3 separate regions of the Mus musculus genome follow, and all the other regions are linked to region 3. A link is a contact called in public HiChIP or PLAC-seq data. All regions are on one chromosome and are shown on one strand. The core of a region is the stretch at or near the end of the contact, and the rest is flanking DNA. Distances in the headings are between cores, read along the strand shown. Region 1 overlaps Mical2 (microtubule associated monooxygenase, calponin and LIM domain containing 2). Region 2 overlaps Parva (parvin, alpha). Region 3 has its middle 22 kb from the start of Arntl.

Region 1 (3,703 bases), core at 606-3,105, 920 kb after region 3:
AAAGCACCAACACAAAGCAGGACTCATCTTTGTCTCTGAGTGCATGCACATTCCCAGACTAGCTATCTTTGGAACCAGAGCCGTGTGCTATTGACTGAGGAGGCGGGGACGGGAGCTGGAAGACAAGCAATGCTCCCAGGATTCTAATGCAACCCCGAAATCTCTCCTGAGGATGAGGTGGGGTCACCTTGGAGCTACGGGAGCAAGGGTACAAAGCTCCCTGACTGCCACATGACCTCACACAAGCCACTCAGGCCCAGGAAGTCCTGGGCACGTGTGTTAAGGTATGTAATGTATGTAATGCCTACTGCATCCAAACCCACTTTTCACTCTCAGCTTCTTGTCTAAAATCTAAAATTGCATACCGCTGGCAAGTATCAAGCCAGATCTGTCTCCCAGGCGCCAATTTACAAACTGGAAGAACTCGTCTCCTCTCTCCTGAAACCACTTAAATCTTGTACTTCAGTATAGAACAAGCAAAGGCGGTGCTGAGGGTCTGGGGGTGTGAGAGCTTCCAGAACCGGCTCTTATCTAGGGGGTGATAAGAAACGGGGAGGTAAGAGCCCATGGGGGAGTTAAGTTTGGCCCTGGACACAAATCCTACTGTACCAGCTTGAACATGCCTTCCCAGATCTAAACAGCCTTCACTTCTTAGAAGACTGCATTGCCAAGCCATACCAGCTCAAAATGTCATTGTCATATGGTGGGTAGGCATCAGACCATTTATTTAGTCAGGGAAACCAGGACTTGCTAACTGTGTGATATGAGACAAGTCATCTTCGTTGGTCACCTCAGTTTTCTCATCTGTAAGATGGAGACAATGCTTCCCACAACACAGAGTTATAAGAGAGAAGAGCAATCAGGTTTGGCATTGTACTTCGTAGTGTTCACTGGCTTTGTAATTAGCACTAGTCTTTCAATGGCTCGAACATCAACTCAAAAGAAGTATAAGTCATGACTTAGACTGGCTCCCCAAAGACTCTGCCTAGCACGCCCAGATGCTGGGTTTGAGCCCCAGAACTGACCAAACAAAACCAAAACAACAACAACAATGAAACCCAAAAATCCCAAACCCTGCTAGACTATTTTCCTATGTCAAGAACTTGCATATACCTTCAAACTACAGGACAAAGCACATCTCAGCAATATCAACTCTTGGGAGGCAGAAGTAGGTCACATGTGTTAGTCCAGCCTGGGCTACATAGGAAAACCCTGTCTTAGACAAAATCTCTAGAGTATCAGTTCAGAAATTTTAGGTCTGAGCTCGATTCTTAGCCATATAGTCCCGAGCAAATCACTGAACTTGTGAGTTTTAATTTCCCCATATGCCAAGGGGGAATCTCACCCGGGGAGTTTTGATAGCAAACTGATAACAGAGTACATACAGGCAGTGTTGGCCAGGGAGGGACGCAGAGTCTGAGGTTTAAGCTTCCATTTATTAGAGATTTGGGGGGTCATGACCTTTGGAGAATACTCTTCCCAGCTCCAAAGGACAAAGGTTCAAACCTGTGAAAGCAGAGCTGAGCGGAGCTGACTGAGCGTGGTGGCCCGAGCCTGTAATCCCAGAGCTTTCCTGGTAAAAGCAGGGCGATTAGGCAGGAGTTCAAGATAACCCTCAGCTACCGAGTGAGTTCCAGGTCAGCCTGGGCTCCATGAGACCGCAGGGTCTCAAAAACAAGAGGAATACATCAATCAGAAGCTCCTGGGTAGCTGGTTCTTGGTCGTCTGCCTTTTTAACCACCACCCAGATGTTGGTGGGACGTTAATAGAAATAGAACCGACTAGCTAGAAGTATGCAGGGTTTTGCATTTTCTGGGAAGAAACAAGATGTGATGTGTCGTTTCCAAGAATAGCCTGAAGTAGTTTGGGCTTTGTTGACTGAGTCCCTTATTTGTGGTTTTCCAGCTTTCTTGCCTATGTGACTTTATGAGTCACAAAGACATTTCTTCCCTGCTTCTGACCATCAAAAATGATCACTCAGAGCCCTGGATTGCAGGTAACAGTATAGTGACAGACTCAGTAACAGCATCTCGGAGATAAGGTCAAGGTTGCACAGAGACCCTGAGCACCCTCTCGATATAGGTGATGGGGAGTCCTGAGCCCAGGTTGACCTGTGTTTTATTATTTAGAACTTTACTCCCTATGTGTTCTCTGGGCCTCACCACCTAACTCACTGTCAGTATAACAGTATGACAGTGTCTTGGGGAAAAAGATGGAGTGCCTGAAAATGTATGGAGGCCTGGGGAGGGACGTGGGTAGCCACGTCCAGGAGAGATACTCAACCCTCTACTGTACCCTCGGGCCCCACAAACAAGATCTGTTTCAAGGTCACTGCAACCTAAGAACAAAACCCTCGTGTCATTTTCATGCCAACCTTCCCTCCCCATCTCTCAGTTCTGCTGCAGCAAGGAGTCTGGAGGGTGGGGCTGTCTCAGCAATGACAAGGGTGTAATCCTGTACTCAGTGTGGACAGGAAAAGACCACAAACCCATTGACCTCGTATACTGTAGAAAATCAGTCACAGCTACCTGAATCTCTAAGCTGAAGCAAAAGCCAGCCAGGGAAACACTTCCCTCTGGGCTAGGTGTCTGTGGAGCCCAGCAAGGATAGAAAGCCTAGTCTGAAGCTCGCCTGAAACCTTAACTTCCCGTCAGGCCCTCCATCTCTCAGGGTACCATGATGCCAACATGAACCAGGAGCAGCTCCAAGCGAGACCTGTTAGCACAGGCCTGTAAGTCTAGCTACTCAAGAAGCTAATGCAGGAGGGTGGCAGTTTTGAAGTCCATCTGGGCTACAGAGTTAGTTCCTGGCCAGCTTGGGCAGTTTAGTAAGACCCTGTCTCCAGGTGAAAAGAGGACTGGGGAGCTAGCTCAATGAAAGAATTTGCTAGCACGCGTGAGGTCCTGGGTTAGACTCCAGTTCGGGGGGGTGGGGGTGGGGGTGGGGAAGGAACTGAGATAGAAAGGAAGGGGCCATCCATGCTCTGTGCTGTGTCCACCAGGCACTCCCCGACTCAGTCACTTCCACAGGAGGATGTGCTTGCCTGCTAGGCCTCCCACCTGCACCCTGGCCTCAGAGATCTCAGCTGGCCCCAGAGAGAGGCACTGTCTAGCCCAAACTCTCTTTGTTCCCTGATCTCCACTGAGAGCTCACTCACAGGCGGCAGAAGCCCTTACTACTAACCCTGCCAGGAAACTCTCTAAGAAGGGATCATGGGAAAGACACCCAGGGATGTGCTATGACATTAACAACCAGACCCCCAGCTGCAATGGGGCTGGGGTAACCTGTCACCCCTTGCCCTAGGTGAGCACTGGAGGACACTCCAGTCCACTGATGGAGGGCCTGTCCTTCCCTTCCCACTCCTGCCCCATGATCTCTGCCACTTACTTGTTTTGGGTCCTCCAGCCCCCTTTTCCCTCTTCAGTGGTGGCTGTGGTCAGGTTTGAAGTAGCCTCACACTTTACCACTCCCTGGCCTCCACCCACTAGTCTCTTGAGCTACACACGATGCCAGGCACCAGGATGACCCATGGAGTCGTCCCCGGTCCACACTCTCCAGGGTCTTGCTACCTATGCCCTGTATCAGGAGATAACTACACACCAGGAGGTGGCAAGACAAGGGGACAACAACTAGCCAGAATTGTCTGAGGTCACTGTCTGCCAGATACCTTCACCTGGGAGTCCTGGCAACAAACCTGTATGTT
Region 2 (3,740 bases), core at 1,087-3,586, 690 kb after region 3:
CTGATCAAACTTCAGCAAGCAGGGAAGGGAAGGGCAGGTGGAGGGCAGAAGCTCTCCCGTCACACTTAACGGCAATAAATTCCTGACCAGTCCCATTATCTCATGCTGTCACTGTCCCTGTGTCAGCCTGCTTAGCTAATGCTGCAAGGAGTTATGGGTAGTGGTCTAGAGAAGTGACAAACTTTCAAATACTATTTCCTTTCTCGTTTGCTATCTCTACTGCGTTAAAGTGACAAAGGTTACCTAGTGATTTCGCTCCTTGTTCTCTTTATCTTCCTTTTTGTGCTGTGATATAGCTTGAGTCCTCTTGTTTCTTTTTAAAAATTCTACATTAATAAAAATGTGCCTTCAAGGTGTTTTATTTCAGACTAAATATATCAAATCTATTCATTCCCACATATATTTCCCCATTCTGCCACCCGGGAGTGTCCGTTGCTCTTCAGTGATAGAGCGCACCAAGCCCAAAGCTGTGACCTTTCACCTATACTATGGAAAGAGCCTCTGTCTGCTTGTTCTTATTCTGACAAACTTGACCAGCCACTTAAGGTCCAAAGATATAGTTATATAGCCAAGTGGGAGCCACTGTGTAGTCTCTGCAGGCTCAGGATGATCTGGGAGTTTCCTAGTCCCTCCATAAACATTCTAGTCACACCAGAGTAATTGCCCATTTTCACCGGGCCTTGGCTACTCAACTGGAAAGTTGAGCATATTAATAATAGCTATATAGCTGGGTGTGGTGGAACATTCTTTAATATCAGCACTTGGGATGTGGAGGCAAGGAGGATCAAGAATTCAAGGCCAAATTTAGTACATAGTGACTTCAGGTCTGTACTACATGAGACCCTGTTTTTTTTTTGTTTTGTTTTGTGTTTTGTTTTGTGTTTGTGTTTTTCAAAAACATAAATAACGCCTAAGGTGTGTAAAGTCAGAGTATTAAATGAGCTAATACACATTTATTAGATGGGGTACTATTAAGCACATAAGCTAGCTTAGAAAAGCTATCATGGCTAGGCTTTAAAATCTCCCTGCAAACTAACGTGTTGATGGCTCGGTCCTGAGGGTAGTATTTAGAGGCAGGGCTTTGGATACAGGACTGAACTGAGGATTCTATCCTAAGCAGTGAGTGAATCCATTGATGTACACACGATTTGACGACATTATTACAAAAAAGGTAGGGCCTTTTTTTTTTTTTTAAAGATTTGTTTATTATTTTATGTAAGTACACTGTAGCTGTCTTCAGACACACCAGAAGAGGGAGTCAGATCTTGTTATGGATGGTTGTGAGCCACCATGTGGTTGCTGGGATTTGAACTCTGGACCTTTGGAAGAGCAGTCAGGTGCTCTTACCCACTGAGCCATCTCACCAGCCCAGGTAGGGCCTTTTTTGTCCATCTGTCTGTCCTGACTGCTGAGGGAGTCCTCGACCATGGGTTTTGGCTCACGCCAGGCCTAGGTCAATGGAGCCAGTTGACCATGAAAGAAAGCTTATGAATCCATGGCCCTGAATCTTTTCTCCTTCTATTGTTTTTCTTAGGCATTTTTATCATAGTGATGTAGAAAATAGAAAAGTGGCTAGCATACAGCATCTTGGAAAACATATAATCAATTGATTAGAACTCAAATGCCCAGGCCTGGACCACAGGACCTTACCCGTCATCAGGCCCCATCCAGGCTCACCCCATAGAACTCCACCCTGACTCATCATGCTCCAGTCACATACTAGCTTTTGGTTGCCTCTCTAAGGAACAATACAACCCACACCTCAGGACCTTTGCATATCTCAGCTTAACCTGTCATCTGAAAAACCCTGCTCATTGAGAAAACCAACTGCAGGTATCCACACCATTCTCTCCCCTTTATGATACTTAGCACGATTTGTAGCTGTGTAGCTAGTGGTTGGTTGGTTTGCTTAAAACCAGCTTCTGCTACTAGACTGGGAACACCATGAAACCAGGGAAGGCTCTCTCTCTCTCTCTCTCTCTCTCTCTCTCTGTGTGTGTGTGTGTGTGTGTGTGTGTGTGTGTGTGTGTGTGTGTCCCCAACCCTGAAGCTTCCATTCTCAGCTCCCAGGAACTACTCAACAGTTACCCATGCCTTGAATGGAAGAGGATGGATAGACAAATTTGACAGCCTGGAAGATAAGCATGGCCCCTTGTGGAAACCCTTTTGTTTCTTTCTCCTAATGAGTTCACTAAAGCTAATCTAATCCAGCTCACTAAAGCTGATCAAATCCGCCCCTGGCCAGAATCTGGGTTTTGCCTGAGAGTAAGGTGAGAATTACTGAGTCACCCAATTGCTTACTCAGAGAGGGTTTCTGAGTGTTTGCCACATACTTAGCAGCACAGAGCAGCTTGTGTTAAATAAATAAACAGACCTGAAGCCTCCCTCCACCCTGTCCCTACAGGGATGCTGGACTCAGGGGACACACATAATGACACAGGAGGCAATTAGATAATAGGATACAGCTAGGATAATTATTTGCCATGGTGAGTGACACACTTAAGGAAAACACTGGGACACAAGCAGGGAGATATCACTTGTGGGTACTTAGAGGAGCGTGTCCTCAGGACCAGGACAGGTATGCAGGAAGTCACCTTCTGCAAAGTGTTGGGAAGAGGCCACACGAGCAGGTTCCCTGGTGGGGTTGTGTCACTGACCTAGACTGACTAATGGGGGTCCAGTGGGGGAAATGCTAAAATCTCCCAGGGGAGCCCCTAAGACTCCAGGAAGAGGGGAGGTGATAGCTTTTAGGGGCTTTTGTTTGTTCTTGATGAATCATGGGATATCTACCATGTAGCACTTAACCTAGTGCTAACTAGTCTAGGTGGTGTATATTCAACTGTGCTTGCTGACAATCCATGTATACACACACACACACACACACATACATCGGAGAGAGAGAGAGAGAGAGAGAGAGAGAGGGAGAGAGAGAGAGAGAGAGAGAGGAAATTATCTGAATAGTTTAATAAATCATAAATAATATCCTCCCAAAAGTACAGGAAAAAGTCTCAAAATCAGTTACAAGCAATCTCAGAGGACAGAGAATTAGCACCACTGAGGTAATAATTCAAAACTTGTACATGAAATGTTTTGAAATATAAGATTATTCTGAGCGGCTGGAGGCATGGCTCAGCAGTTCAGGGCACTGGCTGCTCTTCAGAGGACCTGGGTTGGTTCCTAACACCCACATGACAGCTCACAAACAGCTGCAATACCAGTTCCGGGGGATCTGACCTCTCTTCTGCCCCCATAGGCACTGCACCCATGTTTACTATACATATACACATACAGGCAAATACTCATATACATAAAATTAAAATAAATCTTTAAGGAATGTTTTAGCAGATATGGAGGAAGCCATCAATAACATTCAACTAACTTACCCCTCCCTCCTTCCTTCTTCCTTTTCTTCCCTCCCTTCCTCCCTCCCTCCCCCTCCCTTCCTCCCTCAACCTGGGGATTAAATTCCAGCCTTCCACACACTAAGCAAGCATTCTACCACAAAGCTACCGTCTTAACCCCTTTAAAAAAGAAATTTGAATTTTAAATAGGATCTTGCTAAATTACCTAGGCTGACCTTGAACTTGTAATCCTCCTGCCCAGTCAGTCTCTTTAGTAGTTGAGATTATAGACATGTATCACTTCCAACATTAATTCTTTATAAGAATTCTTTAAAATCAAAAGATAGGATATTTCCCTCTATAAAGTTAGAAAAGGTGGGCTGCCAAGATGGCTTGAAG
Region 3 (3,633 bases), core at 1,095-3,594:
TGTGTGTGTGTGTGTGTGTGTGTGTGTGTGTGTGTGTCTGTGTGTGTCTGTGTGTGTCTGTGTGTGTCTGTGTGTGTCTGTGTGTGTGTGTGTAGGCCATGCAAAGCTATGCAGATGAGCAGGGCTTACTCAGTTGGTGGGAAAGTGGAGAAAGTGGAGGTTCCAGTAGAGAACCAGGCAGGGTAGGTGGTAAGGGGCCCAAAGAGCATGGGAGGAGTCTGACCTTCAGAAAGACTCAGTGAGCTCCACCTGTCCGTTTATTCTGCTCTTATAGAAAGTATAGAGAACCCAGAGATCTTGTCAGTGCTTTCTGGAGAACAGATTGGAGAGACACGTGAGAACCAAGTGAATTCACCATTGTCTGCCAGTATCTTCTTGATGGAATGCCTTCCTTATCAGGACCAGTATTCTTCCTTTTAGCCTAGATCACTCCACAGCACAGTTTTGAGGAATCTCGGGCATCAGTAAAAGGGCAGTGAGCGTCAACAACACATGGCAAGGCTTCCTAGGGACAGTGGTGAGTGGAGCTTATGATCACCTACACGCACCCCTCAGCCACTCTATTGTCAACTCTCTTTCACAGGCAAGGAAAGAGAAGTGAATGGACTTGCCCAAAGTCATGCAGCCTCCAGGAAGCAATCAGTAAATAAGGGGCTCACAAAGATTCCCAGTAAACCAACAGTAAGATTGCATCTTCCCCTCTGACCGTACCCATTGCAGAACATAAAAACTATACAAAATTATGTCGGATAGACGATGAACATTCCTCATTATTTGGCCCCTGGAGTTCATTGTAGTTTGTCACTGTAGTTTCTCAGGCCACGAAGCAGCTGGTCCTTTCTGAAGTTCACTCAGAATCAGGGCAGATGGGGTCACTTTCTTCTATCACACTCCCTCCAGGAAGTCGGTGCTGGCTACAAAGGGAGCCACACCCATCGGGAGTGGACACATCATCACTGCTCAGTAAGCAGGGGGTAAAACCCCACCCCTGCTGACAATAATAAACCCAGTAGGAGGAGGGCCAACCCCCTTCCCAACAACTCAGCAAAAGAAACAGATCTGGTTGTTCTGCCCCTCGGGTGTCACGGCTCAGAGTGTCATCGGATGGGCTCAGAGGCTCAGCCCATCCCAGCAAAATGATATACAGGTGTCCTTTTATAATTCCAAAGAAAAATAGAGGAGGCACTAATGTTTTGCTAAACCCTATAGCACAAAAGGTGGCTTTCCAGGCCAGCTAGGCCACCCTCACTGTCAAAACTCATTAGCCTTCTGGGTGAACTAGCTTGTCTTTTTTTAGGACCGGAAATCAAAAGGGAAGGCTCCCCTCCTATTCCAGGCGTGCCGGAGGAATTACTCATGCCCCTTAACCTATGACTCACACAGGAGTCTAGGAGAGTGTTTCCAAAACAGGCCAACAATTAGAAAAACAAAGCAACTGATATGTGACAGATAGTTGCCCCATCTGGGTGGGTGGAGTGGGGTCAGTACCTAGGTGGGATGCGCTTTCCCAGAGCAGCCACTGGGCAGCAGACAACAGTGGGCAGAAATTGGGACAGTCTCTGGAAGTAGAGATCCATGCTTGTTTTCAGAGTTGTGAGGGGTTCAAATTCACTGACTTTGTGAGTGACTTGAAATTATGGCATCTTTCTCTCCAAAAGTCTCAAGGGACCAGCGTGCCATCTCAACGTGCTGTCTGGCTATCTGCAGGTTCTGGCTGTTCCTCTGAATGGCAGAGGCTTTCCCAAACTGAAATATTAAGTCAGTGAGAAAGCACAGCTTAGGAAATAGCTCAGTTGGGAGTGGATAGTCTCCGGGGCAGGTGAGAGGTCGGCTTTTTTGTGGCTTCTCTGGGAAGGACTCTGAAGCCAAGTCTTAGCTCTGTCTCAGCTGAAGGCTTCTCCTTGGCAGGGCTTGGGGGTGTGCAAGGGCATCATCAGGTCATGGCCTCACTACCCAGAGTCTCATCCCTGGAGATAGGGCAGGTCCACGGGGTAGTGGGGGATGAGCAGTGATGGATGGCTCTGCTTTCTCTGCTGCACTGATCTAAAGTCAATGATATAAGAGACCAGGTTGGGGGCTAACGGGGAAGATCTGGACGAAGATCTACAGAGGGTCTCAAACAAGAGTTTTGCCTAGCTTCTGCTATTTCACCCAGCAGCAGAAGGCTCTTCTGAAACCCAGATATGCTCACCTCTCTCCTCTCAGAGTCCTTTAAATTAAGGTACACACCCTCCCTTGAGAAAACCCAGTGGTATTTCCAGGCCAGGCTGTCCTACAGTCCTTGACACTGATAGACTCTCAGCCTCATTGCCAGCCATGCCCTGGACCTCTAACCACATGGTCCAGCTGCTTCCTGGAAGCATTGGTGGTTTCAGGCTCTGTATCTTTCCTTCACACTGTCCCTTCAACCTGCAGTGACACTCTGTGGACCTAGAACACTGCTCTCCTGCTCAGGCAGGGTCAGCTTCTTTGGCACTTTCCACTGGTCACTGGGTTCATGGCTCCCTGGCTGAGCTCTGCCAGCCTTTCTGACAGCCATACTTGCCTTGTACAGGACTAGTTTGTACGATCAGTTCTCAGGGTTGGGGGGCTTGAAATTCCCCAGGAAGGAGCTGCAATTATTCCATCTTGGACTTTGGAAAAGCTTACAGCATTGAATGGCATGGGGGAGGGTCTTCTTTGTTCTGTTCAGAGTGGATAAAAGTTTTAGGGAATTGTGACATGGTGGTCTGGGTGTGGTCCTCCTTGTACATGCCAGTGTGGCTTTCCATGTGCATCACAAAGATTTACTCAATTTTAAGAGGATAACAGTTTCAAGGTGCATCAATATCTGCATTTAAACTCAGAATAGAGTCTCTCTCTCTCTCTCTCTCTCTCTCTCTCTCTCTCTCTCTCTCAGTTTAGGGTAGTATTAAGTTTGTAATAATGTTAAGTACAAGTTACAGCAAGCCCACTAGTTAGCAGCTGTGTACAGGAGGTGGCCCCCAGGCCCCCTGCAGGACTAGGTGATCTATAGAGAGCCTTTAAGGGCAATTTTGAGTAGCATTCTGGAAAACGACTATACTCTTTTTAGCCCTGTACCGTGCTCCTCTCCCTGCCCTGAAAGTCTCTGTCCTTCCCTGTAACTCCTCATCAGATTGGTGCTAGGTGTCCTCCAAGCTGCAATGTAGACACTGCCTGGACAAGCCTCCCCGGGTGCATATCTCAGCTCTGGAAGAGCGGTCTTCAACACCCTCACCAATGATTTAACATAAGTTACCACTCTTGTCTGCCTCTCCCATTGCCCTGAAAACAATGGAAGGACTAGGACTCACCTGGGGTTTGTTCTGCACTGTGAAGTTTAAATTTTACTTTTTAAAATTATGTATGTGTGTGCATGTGTGTTTGAGCACACACGCATGCCATCAGAGGGTGGAAGGGGACATCTGATCTCTTAGAACGAGAGTTACATGTGGTTGTGAGTCACCCAAATGAAACCCGGGTCCTCTGCAAGAGCAGTATGTACTCCTAACCACAAATCTTGTGTGTACAAAAACGGGTGTTCCTGTGTATGACACAGTGCACATGCGGAAGTCAAATGCTCCACCTTGTGTGAGCCGGGTCTCTCTTGGTTTTTACCTACACATGTAGCAG

The links. HiChIP or PLAC-seq counts read pairs in DNA pulled down with a chosen protein or histone mark.
Region 1: a FOXA1 HiChIP or PLAC-seq map of pancreatic cancer cells shows a contact between it and region 3. The contact joins two enhancer-like sites. A contact is called at or near these places in 3 of 115 datasets of contacts at active chromatin or transcription factors (extraembryonic endoderm stem cells, pancreatic cancer cells and trophoblast stem cells).
Region 2: a contact with region 3 is called in an HNF4G HiChIP or PLAC-seq map of pancreatic cancer cells. The contact joins two enhancer-like sites. A contact is called at or near these places in 2 of 115 datasets of contacts at active chromatin or transcription factors (fibro-adipogenic progenitors and pancreatic cancer cells).

The regions. Positions count from the first base shown.
Region 1 is chr7:112,265,638-112,269,340 of GRCm38.p6, reverse strand. All of the region lies in intron 2 of Mical2 (microtubule associated monooxygenase, calponin and LIM domain containing 2), which reads right to left. Among named protein-coding and RNA genes, the nearest start is that of Mical2, 42 kb to the right of the region's middle. Within about 2 kb of position 1,855, at least 20 of the 459 cell types and tissues checked have an H3K27ac peak or open chromatin away from gene starts, as enhancers often do. A contact at or near this core is called in pancreatic cancer cells, where this site is marked.
Region 2 is chr7:112,490,492-112,494,231 of GRCm38.p6, reverse strand. All of the region lies in intron 1 of Parva (parvin, alpha), which reads right to left. Among named protein-coding and RNA genes, the nearest start is that of Gm45998, 41 kb to the right of the region's middle. Within about 2 kb of position 2,336, at least 44 of the 459 cell types and tissues checked have an H3K27ac peak or open chromatin away from gene starts, as enhancers often do. A contact at or near this core is called in pancreatic cancer cells, where this site is marked.
Region 3 is chr7:113,183,937-113,187,569 of GRCm38.p6, reverse strand. It overlaps a transcript of Arntl not described here. Among named protein-coding and RNA genes, the nearest start is that of Arntl, 22 kb to the left of the region's middle. Within about 2 kb of position 2,344, at least 108 of the 459 cell types and tissues checked have an H3K27ac peak or open chromatin away from gene starts, as enhancers often do. A contact at or near this core is called in pancreatic cancer cells, where this site is marked.